2 separate regions of the Zea mays genome follow, and region 1 is linked to region 2. A link is a contact called in public Hi-C data. All regions are on one chromosome and are shown on one strand. Each heading gives the region's core, a stretch centred on a gene start, on an enhancer-like site or on the middle of the called end of the contact. The rest is flanking DNA. Distances are from core to core; before and after follow the strand shown. Region 1 holds the start of LOC103629159 (pentatricopeptide repeat-containing protein At2g46050, mitochondrial). Region 2 has its middle 29 kb from the start of LOC103630929.

What was found. Hi-C and Micro-C count contacts between places; a contact is called where the count stands out from the background.
Region 1: a Hi-C map of ear shows a contact between it and region 2, with 2.0 times the contacts expected there. The contact joins the promoter of LOC103629159 here to the enhancer-like site in region 2. A contact is called at or near these places in 5 of 25 Hi-C or Micro-C datasets (bundle sheath, ear, endosperm and 1 more).

The regions. Positions count from the first base shown.
Region 1 is chr6:31,012,505-31,020,122 of Zm-B73-REFERENCE-NAM-5.0, forward strand. LOC103629159 (pentatricopeptide repeat-containing protein At2g46050, mitochondrial) reads left to right here and starts at 4,963. Exons shown (of 2, transcript XM_008650335.2): 1 at 4,963-7,374. The coding sequence starts at 5,771. The coding sequence ends at 7,315. It overlaps LOC111589609 (small nucleolar RNA Z279/snoR105/snoR108), which reads left to right and starts at 4,978; the gene lies at 4,978-5,084.
Region 2 is chr6:30,838,175-30,845,280 of Zm-B73-REFERENCE-NAM-5.0, forward strand. No RefSeq gene overlaps it. Among protein-coding and RNA genes, the nearest start is that of LOC103630929, 29 kb to the left of the region's middle. Within about 2 kb of position 4,232, at least 16 of the 20 cell types and tissues checked have an H3K27ac peak or open chromatin away from gene starts, as enhancers often do. A contact at or near this core is called in bundle sheath, ear and leaf, where this site is marked.

The DNA of each region.
Region 1 (7,618 bases), core at 3,713-6,212, 180 kb after region 2:
TACTTTGGATCTTTGATTGAGTGTGATGAGTTGTGGAGTAATGTCCACAATTACATATGCATATACATATAGGCATAAATATAAATCTATACTACTTATTAAGAAGGTAAGAGTAGTCTGTCGTTTTGCCGTTCTGCCCTCCCCCGTTCCGCGTGCAGAAAAAAAAATCAAACTGTGGTTGCCTAGGGATCGAACCTTGGATCTATTGAGTAGAATGCCTAGCCTTCCACCCTCAAGCCAACATGACTCATGTTGAATTGTGTACAACTTCAACTAAGACGTCTTTTGTGTTTAACCCACCGTCCACTCTATATGTTCACTGAGTCTAGAAAAACATTTATAGCTTGGCCCCTGATCTTTCTGGAATTTGGGACGCGGTCCAGGAAATAAAGAAAATAGGGAAAAGGAGTTTAGAAATTGATTTTTAGTTTAAAAATAATTGCAGAAACCCATTTAATTCATGAAAATTTCATATTAAATCCAAATGAGTTCATTCCAATTTCTATAATTCTATAATATTATTTTTATCACATAATACCTCTGTTTTGTCATGAAAACAATAATAAAATTGATTTCCTAATTAATCCTATATCAAATACATAGAAACTTTGGAAATTCGTAACTTCCCCATTTTAATTCCACATTGAATCGTTCCAGTTGTGTTAGTCTCGTATGAATATTTACTACACAGTAACAACATTGATTATACCATGTTTCATACTTTTATAATTAGATATTTATTTATCCTATGTTAATTGGGTTAATCTATATCTATTGGATTAATTTATTTAATATATTAATATAGTATTCTAACTTTATGGTTATACGATGTTTGACCATTAGTCTTGCAAACACACACTTACATTTTTGTTTAAGCAAAAGCGTATGGTGGTACGTGTCCGATGACTAACGATGTACGAGAGAATTTCTTCCGGTATGTGTGAAACGTGCTCTCCAATAATGAGACCATACAAATCGTGATATATATCAAAGTCTGCATGATACTGATGGTTGCAATGTAGTGGTGAAACAGATAGATTATACATAACAAATTTTATGTATGGCCAGAATCACAAATTGATTATGAAACATTTTCTCATAACGGTATAACACATATTTTGTATATAAGTTATCGTAGTATATTGGTATTATATATTCCTGTTGCAACTTCAACTATCATGTATAGAAGTCTGCATGGTACTGTTGGTTGCAATGTAGTGATGAAATAGTTAGATTGAAATAACAAAATTTATGTATGGCTAGGATCACAAATTAATTACGAAACATTTTCACATAACAGTATAACACACATTTGTTCATAAGTTATCATGATATTAAATGTTTCCGTTGCAACGCACGGGCACCCACCTATATGTGTTTATGTCTACATCTATGACAGGAAACACATCTACTACATCTCTCTCCAAGCTCACTTGCTACCATTGCACAATGTGTAGTAGTAGATAAGTATCACTGATATTCTTGAATTATATTTTTGGATGGAGGTAATATTATTTAAAGAAGAGTTTTGCATGCTATTTCTTTTGTTTGAATAATGCATTATACTTAAATTCCTTTTTTTGCATGTGTGAAATTTTTTCTTCGTAATATTTTTTTCCATGGATCAGACTTGTGAGTCATTTTCATAAACCAACGCCAAGCATGAATTCATGTTTCCTACTTCAAACCCCGAACAAACTCCATGAGCAGGAGGCACTCGCGTTGTCGTCGCTCATCGATGACGAGAAGAAGCTTGGCGACTATCAGTTCGACCTTTAAAAGCAGTCTTACGTGGTCGCATGCGCTGCTGTGTATGACAAGCTCCCGCGAAGCCACCGCTTGGACGCGGTCTAGAGCAGCTGCACCGCGCTGTCCATCGTTAAACAGGGGGCCTCATGGTTGTCGCCAACGTCGACGACTCTCGGGTTGTTCTGGACACCGCATCCGACGACGACGCCATCACGCCGTCCAGCTCATCGTCCACCTGAAGCCCAACCTGCCACGTAAGTCGGTACTGACCGGACATGAATTTTCGTGCGTTGGGACGATGGATGTTGCTGACATTGTGTGAGTGTCCTCGAACATGATGTATGTAGTGGAATAGCGCATCCGGTGGTGCAACGGGCAGGGGTAATACCTCGCTGATAAGCCCAGGGTGCACTTCGTTTGGCAGCCCAACCAAGAGTCATCGGTACTTGTCATGTCGCGTGCGTTCGATGACTACTATATCGAGGATTGTGGCGTCATCTTGGCGCCGGAGGTGACACAATGGAGGATCGACAACAGTGACCAGTTCGTCATCTTGGCGCCGGAGGTGACTACCTTACCCGAAAGGGGCTAGGGCAATAGGAGAGTAGGCGTGTAGGGAGGTTCTCGGGTTGATTTTATTGTGATGGTGGTCAGACGAGGGATTCCTACATTGCTCTTCCTAGAAACTGTAGCGGGTTTTCGGAAGCTAGTGGAACTTTGTAAATGCCTCGTAGTGGATCCCTAGCCATTCACATTGGAAGTGTCTAAGGGCCTTGCAAACCCTGGCGACATGGGATACACGACTTGTGGGTAAAGGGTACCACCTCTGCAGAGTGTAAAACTGGTATACTAGCCGTGCTCGCGGTCATGAGCAGCTCAGGACTCTCGCATGATTAAATAATGGAACTAAACTCAATTTGTCATTTGCATTGTATGAGATTTATTATTAATTTTGTTCTATTATTACTATGATTTGATATTTACTTACATTTAGTAACCGCTAATAAAATTTGACCAACTTATTAAAAGCAATGCTCAGCTTTAACCCCTATTATTGACCAGCCTTACACTTCACATGAACTCCCACATTTGGTGAGTTCATGCACATTATTCCCCCACAACTTGTTGAGCGATGAACATATGTGAGCCCACCCTTGCCGTCTCACACCCCCATAGGTCAAGAACAGGTACCACAGGATGAGGCGCATGGAGGATGCTGCGATGTGTTCGTGAGAGGTATAGGCCATCGTCTCCCAGTCAACTTTGGGTTACTGGATCGTTGTCTTCATATAATTTAAATATTTATTTATTTTGTACATAACTCCTATTATATAGTAAAGATGTGACATTCGTTCCTGCACCATGATTCATCGTATGTGTGAGACTTGGTCCCAGCACACCTTGTGAATATGTTCGCGACCGAGTCTTGATGTCCTGAAACCCGAGTGTGACACTAACTTAGCTTATCTTAATGAAAACCCGCCGACTCCGTCCCGATCTATCCCCGACGTTCGAGGACGCCGAGCGCGGGAAAAACAGACGGTTCCTTGAGATTGTACGTAATCCACGGACGATCCGGGCACGGGCCCGTTGCCTTCTTGGGTCGGTCCATTTCTCTTGCGTCTTTGTCCGGTCCACGACGAGACGACCTTGCGGGTTAACTGGTCTGTGGCCCCATGCAAGGGTCTTTCGCTTCCTAGTGGATCCGGGGATATCTGTCCCCCACAGTTATCCACAAGGGTATTACAGTATTCGTGCCGGTCACACTATGACTAGATTTATAGAATATATTAGCAACATTTATATCTTCGAATAATTTTACAATAAAAATAAATTCAAAGATCTAGCTAATAAAACTAATTATGTATTATAATTATTAAAATTTTCTTATAAAAATATGTTCAAAGTTAAAATGTTTGACTCCTAGAATGACTAACATTGTAGACGTAGGGAGTATTAACTAATATTATGCGTGAGCTGGTGGTTCATTTTCACAAGCAATTACCTATCATCAAAAATAGGTTGTCACAGCTGTATATAAAAAAAAGCCCATTACAAACAGAACATGTGTTGTACTGTGAAGTAGACCGCAAATGGGCATCGGAGCTGAATGATAATTGAGGATGATTCGCCTTTTAAGCCTAGCTGTTGTTCATCGCAAATATGTTGTACAAAAGATCGTTACCATTTTTAGTGATATTTGTTTGCATTATTACAAAACATGTCTGAATTTTTCGTGTTCTGATAGGGCCCCCGTAAGCACGTCTTATGTTCTAGTATCATTCAAAATCCAACTAGTGAGGTAGCTACACCGACAATTAGAACGCTTCATCTATTTGGAAAGGGTGACGATAGTAATTGTATATTGTGCAGTGAAAGTAGGAGAGAAGTAATTGCAAAGGTATCTTGTAAATATTTATAAGATGTTTAGTTTGAGGAATAAGTTAGTTCATCATCTTTTCACTACTTATTTTTTGTTTGGTTCGTGGAATAGAATTGATTGATCCATCATCATCTCATTCATAATAGTTAGTACTAACACGAGAAATAATGTCATACCACTAAATTTGAGGAATAGACTTATGATGAACAACTTCATCTTGGATTAAGTGATTCATCAAACCAAACACCTCCCTTAAACCATCTCCAACAGCTTACCTATACCTATATTCAAACTACACTATATAAACAGACAATATAAAACGATGCAAAACGGTGTTTTTTTTTGTCATTAGCAGGCTTACCATGTAGCCTAACAACTTCCTACTCTGAAGCAAACAGTGCCCTTGGTATGGATTGCATCAGTTAAATTGTTATTTGGACACAGAAAGATGTGCCTACTGACCAACACACGTATTAAGCAGAGAAATTCAGGGAGATGCGAGGTTGCAAACAAGCTTTGGTCCATACGGTAGTAACTCGTGACTCGTGAGGGAGATGAAGATTCCTTTTCTCGCTTGCGCCATGCGAAACTGACGGACGGGAATGTGACTGAGTACAATTCTCGGCCCATTTAAATAGGCCTGGTCGGTCCATGGCCCAGCGGCGAGCTCGCGTACAATTCGCACTACCAGGCTGCGCGGCTGCTGCCTGCTAGTAGTATCACCACAGTGGGAGGCGAGCATTTTAGTACCACATCGACGGAACGCAGTAGGGTGCACACCAACGGCTGCATTATAGAGGTCCGGAATGCCACAGGCACAAACCATGATCCTTCAGGCAGTTAAAGGGACATGATGAGCGGTATGATCTCGCAACTGCTATGCGAGAGGGGTGTCTGCCCCAACTACGCCTGTTACGACAACAGGCACCCCAATGATTTACCGTCTGATCCCGACTTCAAAACAAAACACAAATATTTTCGTTTTTGGTTCTAAGCGTTTTGTAATTCGTTTTGATTCTAGTTTGAAAACTGCAAAAATTTTCATTTTTTTCTAAAAAAACTCTAGTGGTGTATGGTTTGTCACATTTCATTTTTCTAGGTTCTAAACTTTGCATCATATCTCTAATGTATTTTGAATTAAATTTTTTACATATGTATTTTGTCATGGTCTAAAGTAGTACATGTTAATTCTGTGTTCAATTCGAAGCTTAGTGTATAAAAAAATAGATTTTTACATATGTATTTTGTAATGGTCTAAAATAGTACATACATGTTAATTCTGTGTTCAATTCGAAGCTTAGTGTATAAAAAAATTAGACGAAAAAAAAGAGAACACTTTATTTAGAAACAGAAGGACCTACCTTCAAATTTAAGGGATAACCTCTACGATTGTAGGGTGCCGCTGAAGTTAGAGATTCTGCACCCAGCATAAAAAGGCCCCTCGTCACCTGTCGATTATCATGTTGATCGGCGGCTTGGGCGCTGTGTGATGATAGAATGGAGCGCATTGCTCTCGTCTGCACGCCGTTCTGGCCTCGCTCGCCAGCTCGGGCGGCTCCACGTCTTTGTCCTGCAGCAGGGGGCAGTGGAGATGACCGATGAGGCCATCTCCCGCTTCCCTGTCAGCTCTGGAATGAGATGCGGCACGATCTCGTTGCCCTGTTACTCCGCGCCAGCTCCATCTCCGTCTCCGGCGGCGCTCGCGCAGCACAGACGCTCCACCCGCTGGCGCTCAAGTCCGGGCGCGCCTCGGAGGCTCGCGTGGCGACCGCGCTGGCCGTGGCGTACGCGCGGTGGGGCCTCGTCGCGCACGCACGCCGCGTGTTCGACGAAGCGCCGCGCAGGGACCTGGTCCTCTACAACGCCATGGTCTCCTGCTATGCCTCCCACGGTCTCGCGCGCGAGGCCTGGGCGCTCTTTGCCGCCGCGCGGCGCTCCGGGATCGCCCCCGACGGGTTCACCTTCAGCGCCCTGCTCCGTCCGCCGCCGCGCCGTGGCCGCCACCCAACCGCCGGCGCCGTCGATGACGGGCTGCTGCTCAGGATGGGAGCCCTGGCGCACAGCCTCGTGCTCAGGCTGGGTCTCCTCGCAGACGTGGTGGTTGCCACCGCGCTGCTCGACATGTACGCCAAGTGCGGCCGGGTTGACGAGGCGCGCTGGGTGTTCGACGCTATGGCGGTCAGGAACGTCGTCTCATGGAACGCGATCGTAGTCTGCTATGGTCGGGTTGGTGGAGGCAAGGACGCTGTTGAGCTGTTCCGGTGGATGCTGAGAGACGGGAGCTGCTGCCCGGATGAGCTCACGCTTGCCAGTGTGCTAAGCTCGTGCGCCAGCGTGGCGGCAGCAAACGAGGCTACTCAGGTTCATGCTTATGCCATAAAGAGGGGGTTTCACAGGTTTCTGCAGGTGGCCAATGCTGTTATCACAGCGTACGGCAAGACCGGTTTTGCTCGAGAGGCGGGGCAAATGTTTGCTATGATCTGCGACCCAGATGTAGTTACGTGGTCCTGTATGGTTTCGTCTTTGGCGTACCTTGGACTATGCAAGGATGCAGTTCATGTGTTTGAGAGAATGCTCCAACAAGGCGTACAGCCTGACAGCGTCGCCTTCCTTGGGGTTCTTTCTGCCTGCAGCCATGCCGGGCTCGTTGAAGAAGGCCTGCACTATTTCCTTATGATGGCGAGGGGCTACAACATCGATCCAAATTCACAGCACCTTGCTTGTCTGGTTGATCTCTTGGGGAGAGCTGGTAGGATTCAAGATGCTTACAACATTGTTATCAAGCTTTCTTGCGAGAACAATGCTGATATCGTTGGAGCTTTCCTTGGTGCCTGTAAGCTGCGGGGCAAAATTGAGTTGGCAAAGTGGGCTGCCGATAGGCTTTTATGCCTGGAACCAAGTGAGGCAGTAAATTATCTGCTTATGTCTAACGCATTTGCTGCTGCAGGAGCTTGGAACGAGCTTGCAGAAGTAAGAAGTGTGATGAGACATAGGTGTGGCAGCAAGGTTCCTGGTTGTAGTTGGATAGAGGTAGGTGGAACAGTTCAGACATTTGTCTCCAACGATGTGGTGCTCCATCAGTCGATTGAAATGCAACAAATGGTGCAACTTACTATTTCGGAAGCACAAAAAGAGTGCAACGAAGACACAACTTGTGGTGATCCAATTTTGGTTCAAGAATGATTAGTTTGGCATCTACAATCGTCCCAGAGCTTACCAATGTGATGTTTCTCATGTAAGTGGTACGTCTTTATTTCAGTATGTTTATGCATGCCAACTGTATCGCACTAACTAAATTGCCAAAACTGACTTAATTTAGTTGCATAAAGATAGGATCTACTCCCTCCGTCCCAAAATATATTCTTTTTAGCCCTCTTTTTTTTCGTCCACATTCAAATAATAATAATGTATATAGACATATATACATACTACATTCATAGATTAATTAATGAATATATATTTAACCTAAAATTAATTATATTTTGG
Region 2 (7,106 bases), core at 2,982-5,481:
AGACCACCTATAACAGTGCAGTGTTGGCAGAACTATATATGTCCTGGATTATATGCTTGCATGGCGTTCCAAAGAAGATAGTATTAGATAGAGGCACCCAGTTCACTTCTCATTTTTGGCAGCAGCTACATGAAGCTTTAGGCACACACTTGATGTTCAGTTCAACTTATCACCGACAGACAGATGGTTAGACAGAGAGAACCAGCCAGATTCTTGAAGACATGATGAGAGCTTGTGCATTGCAAGAGAAGTTAGGTTGGGACAAGAGGCCACCGTATGCAGAATTCTCCTACAACAACAACTATCAGGACAGTCTATAGATGTCCCCATTCCAAGCACTCTATGGGAGGAATTGCAGAACTCTGTTGCATTGGGACCAACCCGACGAAAGGCAGGTGTTCGATCTAGATATTCTGCTGGAGGCTGAAGAGAACATCACAATGGTTCGAGAGAATCTGAAGACATCGCAGTCCAGACAGCGAAGCTATGCTGACACCTGAAGAAGAGAATTGAGTTTTGAAGTGGGAGATTATGTCTACTTGAAACTGTCACCCGTCAGAGGAATCAAAAGGTTTGGAGTCAAGGGCAAAATAGCACCTCGATACATCAGGCCGTAACAGATCCAAGCAAGACATGGAGAGGTAGCATATCAACTCAGCTTACCAGAAAGTATGTCAGCTATGCATGATGTGTTCCATGTGTCTCAGCTGAAGAAATGCTTGGGAGTGCCAACAGAGGACCTTGAAGTTCAAGAAGATCTGACATATATTGAGAAGCCAACTCAGATTCTAGAGATAGCAGACTGGGTCACTCGAAGAAGCACCATCAGATATGTGCAAAGTCAAATGGGGCCATCACTCAGAAGAAGAAGCAACCTGGGAAGGAGAAGATGATCTAAAAGCCAAGTACCCTGAACTCTTTGCTAGCCAACCCTGAATCTCGAGGGTGAGATTCTTTTTAAGGGGGATATGTTAGTAACACCCTAAATTTGGGGGTATAAAATTTCTTTCTAAATATCTACCAAATTCAGGTGTTACCCTTTACCTCTCTCTAGTCTCTCTCTCTCTTTCTTTTGAGTAGATGTAGCTTAATTGGTGAGGGATTAATTATTTATTTTTGTCAAAACTTATGAGTCATGAATTGTTGCATCATGCTGAGCCCAAAATACTCTTTGAATTGATGCACATGTTTGATTTGATTTGAATTTGAAACTTGGTTTGAATTTGAATTGAAAACCCTAGAGAAAATAAAAAGAAAAGGCAATAGAAATTCCTTGGAAAAAGAAAAACCATTTCAGCCCAAACCGACCTAGTCCAGCCCAGTGGGGCAGCGCGTGCGGGCGCCCGCGTCGCCTGTCAGGTGGGGCTCCACCTGTCAGCAGCGGTTTCTCCCCCCCCCCCCCCCCCGCGCTCTCTCTCCCTCTCGCTGCTTGAGGGGCCGACTTGTCGGCGCCGATCTCTTCCGCGTGCTCGTCCCTTCCCTCACTGTCCCGTGGGCCCCGCTCGTCAGCCCGGCCACCCGTTTACTCGTCCACTCTTGCTGACCGGTGGGTCCCGTCTGTCGGACCTTTCCCCTTCGAACCGCCCGCGCTCCGCACCGTGGACGCGCCCATGTCCGTGCGTTTCCTGGCAATGACCCACGCGCCCGAGCCTTTTCTGGACCCCGCCCTCGTTCACTCGCCCTTCCCCGCTCAGTTGCGCCCTCAGCCAAGCAACCTCGCCCTCTCTCTTGCTCTGCGCACGTGCCTAGGGAGTTCCGCCGCCACTCGCCGTGGTCTCGCGCTTGTTCTGCGGTCACAGTCGAGCCCTTGCCGTATCCGTTGCCTCGGTAAGCTTCGCCTTATCCCTCACAATCTGGGATGCCCTTTGGTTCGCCTCCTCCCCCTCTGGTTCGCCTGGGCCACGCTCACCGAAGCATTCCTCACACAGCCGGAGAGTCACCGCCGTCGACCTAAGCCCTCGTCGTGTCCCCGCCACCGTTCAAGGGTTCCAGAATCTCTCCTCAAGGTAACCAACCTAACCCCGCCCCTAATTCCTCCTGTCTTGCACTTACTCGCCCGCGATTGCTCGCCGGAGCATTCCTCGGTCCGTCGAGGAATTCCCCTCCGTCATCCAGTTTCCTCACCCCCTTTCCTGCTACCCCGATCCCGCCACCGAATTCGCCGGGTCCTCCCCAACTTTTCTAGCAACCCGGACCGACCCCTTGCACCCTAGGAGCCCCAGTCTACTTCGCCGCTAGCAGCTGCGCCACCGCGGGCGTGTATGGCGCCTCCCCTGGCCGGTCGGAGAAGACAAAGCCCCTAGCGTCTGATCCGAACCGTCCACTCTTGATTGGATGGGCCAGATGCGCGGATAACGGTTCATGTGGTCCATGGAGCTAGAACCGTTGATCGGTGATCTTGCGGCCAGAGTGTCCCACGCTCTCAGCACACTGCTGACCCGTGGGCCCAGCGCGTTAGTGCCTCAACACTTCCCTGCCCCACCTTTCAGCCGCACTCGCCCATCCGCGCGCGCGCTCGTCCGCGGGTCCGATCTCTGTCGTTCGTTTGTGATCGAGCGGTCGAGGTTTCCCGATACCTCTTCGCGTGTAAATTTGCTAAAGAGACCCTCGGTTTTCCGAGAATCAACACATCGTCCTTGGGTTTTGCGCGCATGCCCCTGGATTCTTATAAATAGACCCCCGACCTTTTAAATAATCACAGATTTGGACCTAATTTTGTATTTCAAACTTCAAAACTTGTTTATTTCATATCTTTTCATATGAACTCCAAATTTAGTGATTCAAATTGCAAAATGTTCATAAGAATATTCTCTGTTCAAATAAATTATATTCATCCTATGTCTGTGCATTCTAATTTTATGCCTAGGCTATAGGTTAGTTTATGTGATATTTTATTTGTTTAATAAGATAAATAAAAAGGAAAACCCTAGTGGTAAATGGATATTTAATCTTGTGAGATTAATACTATGTAGTATATGAATTTATCCCAGGTTTAACTTTTATGTCTCATTAAAATGAGTAGAATCAGATTATGTAATCACGGAGATAGACACCACTTAGAGAATAACAAACTACAGAATGTGATTAGTTCACCTTATATCTTAAACTCCCTTTTGAGTTTATACTTTTCCTTTTGAGATGTGTTCCATTGTTTGCACATGTTTGGTGTGTTGTTCATTTGTCATTTTCCAAATGTATTGAATGTATGATCGCTTTATTTAGACGACGAGCAACTCGTGGTTCCTGAGTGTGTTGCCGAAGATCTTCCTGAGCAATAACCTGGTGAAGGCAAGTGTCCTCTGACCTACTATGTCCTACTTATTTTATAATTCATTGTCCCACACTACATTATTGAAACCTAAGGATTGACTAGTCTATATTTATCTTGTCCTTGCTTACCTTTTGGGTTATCATGGTTAGCTTTATGCTATTGCTTTAACTTAATCAATGAACATGATGTAAATATTTATGATATGATGATGTTATCCTGATGATGATCTTGTGATATTTTAGGGGACTCAGGCCATTTTCCTGAGTACCTCTCCATAAGGACCTGTTCGTTGAGTGACCACCCGGGATAACAGCAACCATGAGGGTGGAATGGGACACCCTTAGCTAAATAATTAGATGAACCTGGGGGTGTAGTTGGATTTTGTAATACCCAAATTGTAAGTAATGAAAATAGTGATTGATCTATTTAAGTTTTGGCTTCCACTCCTTAACACATGTGAACACCATATTTAAAAGAAAATAATTAACAAATGACACATTACTAATTTATGCATCATGTTGGCTTTTGTTTGTATGTGTATTTGGTAAAAATAGTAATCCCATTAATGGAGATAAATTAATGTACCAAATTGAGGATCTAACACCTATTTTGAATATTTAAGAATGGGAAATAACAAGGAAAAGAGGCAAAAGAAAATACTATACAAATAAAAATAAGTAGATAAATATATCCTTCTTACACTAGGATTTAAACTTGGATACTTAGCTCAAATGTGAGGCTCATGACAAAATTCAAATTTAAATTCGAAATCAAGAAAATGAAAAGGAAAAGAAATCAGGAATTCTAAAAGAAAAAGAGAAAGGAGAGGAGACCTAGGTTGGGCCGCGGTACCACTTTCGACCCAGGAAGACGTCGCAACGCGCGCGGCCTAGTGCGGGAGATGGTGCCGACGTGTGGGTCCTGGGTGTCGGTCTCCGTGCACTCCGAGCACCTCCGGTCTCCACGGTGTGGGACCCACGGGTCAGCCGCAGCTTGGGCTTGGGCGCACTCATCTCACTGTGGGCTAGGGTCGTTTCGTCAGTCTCACTCCCGTGCTGCAAACCCAGCTCGCACTAACCGCCCAACCACCTCGCCGACAATGGTGGGGGCATGGCACGGGCATGCGCGCCATTGCGTAATCTCGGGTGCTACCCCCCTATATGACGCATCCGGGCCCCCGGGCGACCCCTCCTCCATAACTGCGACCTCCTATCATGCAGCCACAGCCGAATCAAGAGAGAATCGAGAGTGCAGAGTTGTCAGGTGATGCGGCCACAGCCACAGCCACAGCCGTTGTTGTGCGACGAGGCAGGAGATGCGGCAGGATCGTCAATCGTAAGATCTACAACCCAGATTAGACGAGGAATAACGTTTCCATCAGATGCGGCGTGTGTCGTCCGATTCAAATCTGGCGGACAAGAGTTGATATGTGGGTAGTTAAATCCGAAGCGTTGGACTAGGATCAAATGACGATCGTTGCGTACTGGTTCAGCACGATATAGATCTAATCGCGATTGTCCAAAACAGATCACGTGGTCCAGATAGTCCGATACCCTTTGGTCGTGCATTTCTTGCAAAAGAACCCCTGAAGTTATCAGAAAACAACCCGCAGTCCATCCCCGGGTGTAGATGAGTCTTGGGATTCTTTCGCGATAGCCCTTGGACTTCTCTGTTTTTGGTGCGCAGTTCAGAGACCAGAGGAATTAGATAATAATTATAGAAATCGATTTTTAATACAAAAATAATTCTAGAAACTTGTATAATTCGTATTAAATTCATTCCAACTCCAAATTGATCCATTCCAGTGGCATTAATTTTGTTTTAATATTGTTAATCACCTAGTAACTCTATTTAGCCATGAAAATCAGATTAAAATTATTCACTTAAGTTATTCCACACTAGGCACTTAATAACTTTAGAAATTCATAACTAAATAACTGTAACTCCTAATTTAGTGATTCTTTTTCCTACGATCTCGTTACAACATGTAGATTATTATTATGTATTATGTATTCATGTTTGGTGTGATGTTAATTTATCCTTGTACCATGTTTGTTTGTATTGTGGCGTGTAGAAGAGCCAGTGGCCGAGGATCCTGTTGTTCAGCATGTAGAAGTTGCTGAGGAGGAGCTCATTGAAGGAAAGTTGTGCCCTTGACAACTTTTACTTATCCAATAATGTTCTTTATAATAATTTATTCATGCATAGGCTTAATTTTGATGAGATCCAATAGGTCACCTTAGTCTGGTTATCTTTTCACCTTGTTTATCCCTGAATTTTTGGGTAAGAATTTGCTATTGCTATACATGGTTTTGGGTGTTGAGATAACTATTACACATGATTATTCTTTATTATTATCCTATTTCTGTTCATGATAAGACTACTATGTTAATTGGAACATCGAGCTTAACTTGAGAAATATGTGCCACCACAAGGGTGGAATGGGACACCCTTGGCTGACTAACTAGGAAAGCTAGTGGAGGACTACCTTACCCGATAGGGGTAAGGGCAGTAGGGCAGTAGGCGTGTAGGGAGGTTCCCGGATTGATTTTGCTGCGATGGCGGTCAGACGGGGGATTCCTGCATTGCTCTTCCTAGAAACTGTAGCAGGTTTTCTGAAGCTAGTGGAACATTGTAAAGGCCTCATAGTGGATCCCTAGCCATTCACCTCGGTAGTATCTAAGGGTCTGGCTAACCCTGGTGACATGGGATACACGACTTGTGGGTACAAGGTACAACCTCTGCAGAGTGTAAAACTGGTATACTAGCCGTGCTCGCGGTCATGAGCAGCTCAGGACTCTCGCATGATTAAATTATGTTATTAAATTCAATTTGTCATTTGCATCACATTGGGATTTATTATTATTTTTGATCTATTATTATTATAGTTTGGTATTTACTTACATTTAGTAACTGCAAATAAAATTTGACCAACTTATTAAAAGCAATGCTCAGCTTTAACCCCTATTATTGATCAGCCTTGCACTTCACATGAACTCCCACCTTTGTGCGTTCATGCACATTATTCCCCACAACTTGTTGAGCTATGATCTTTTGTGAGCTCACCCTTGCGATATATAAACCCCCACAGGAGAAGAACAGGTGGTCCAGGAGGAGCTATACAATGAGGAGTATGAGTTGATCTAGGTGGTGTCTCCCAGTCAGCTTTGTGGCGCCAAGGAATAATACTTAGCTCACTTTATTATTATCATTTATTTTTTTGTAAGACTTCCGCTATGTAATAATGACATTTATGTTATTTATGACATTTATCTCTATACACTTTGTCATTATATGTGATGTTCTTCTTTGGCGCACATATGAGACGCACCCAACTTTATCCCTTAAATCTGGGTGTGACAGAAGTGGTATCAAAGGAATGTTGACTGTAGGACAAAACCTAGATAGAACTGGAAAAAACCCTTACCTACTTACCTTACTCTGATTCTTTCTATACTTATCTTGATCCTGTCTCACCTTCTACTATTCTACTCTGATTACTCTTACCTTTTCTATTTTAAGACAAGGAGGATTTCACACTTTGGAATCCTACATTTATGACCCTCTAAAGAGATAGGAGACCTAAGACAAAATTAAAATTATTTTCTCTATTTAAAATGTTGGTTGATTGTTCTGATGATAAATGCCTGATTTGCTTCTTTGATTGCTTGAAATGGTATAGTCGGTCATCTTAGCATGTACCACCATAAGGTAATGTAATAGATTTAGTAGGTGACACACTAATCTACTTAGTTAATAAACCCCCCCCCCCAAAGTAACATGTCTCTTAATTACTCGTCTTGTCTATAATTCTTTGTTACCATGTATTTCTAAC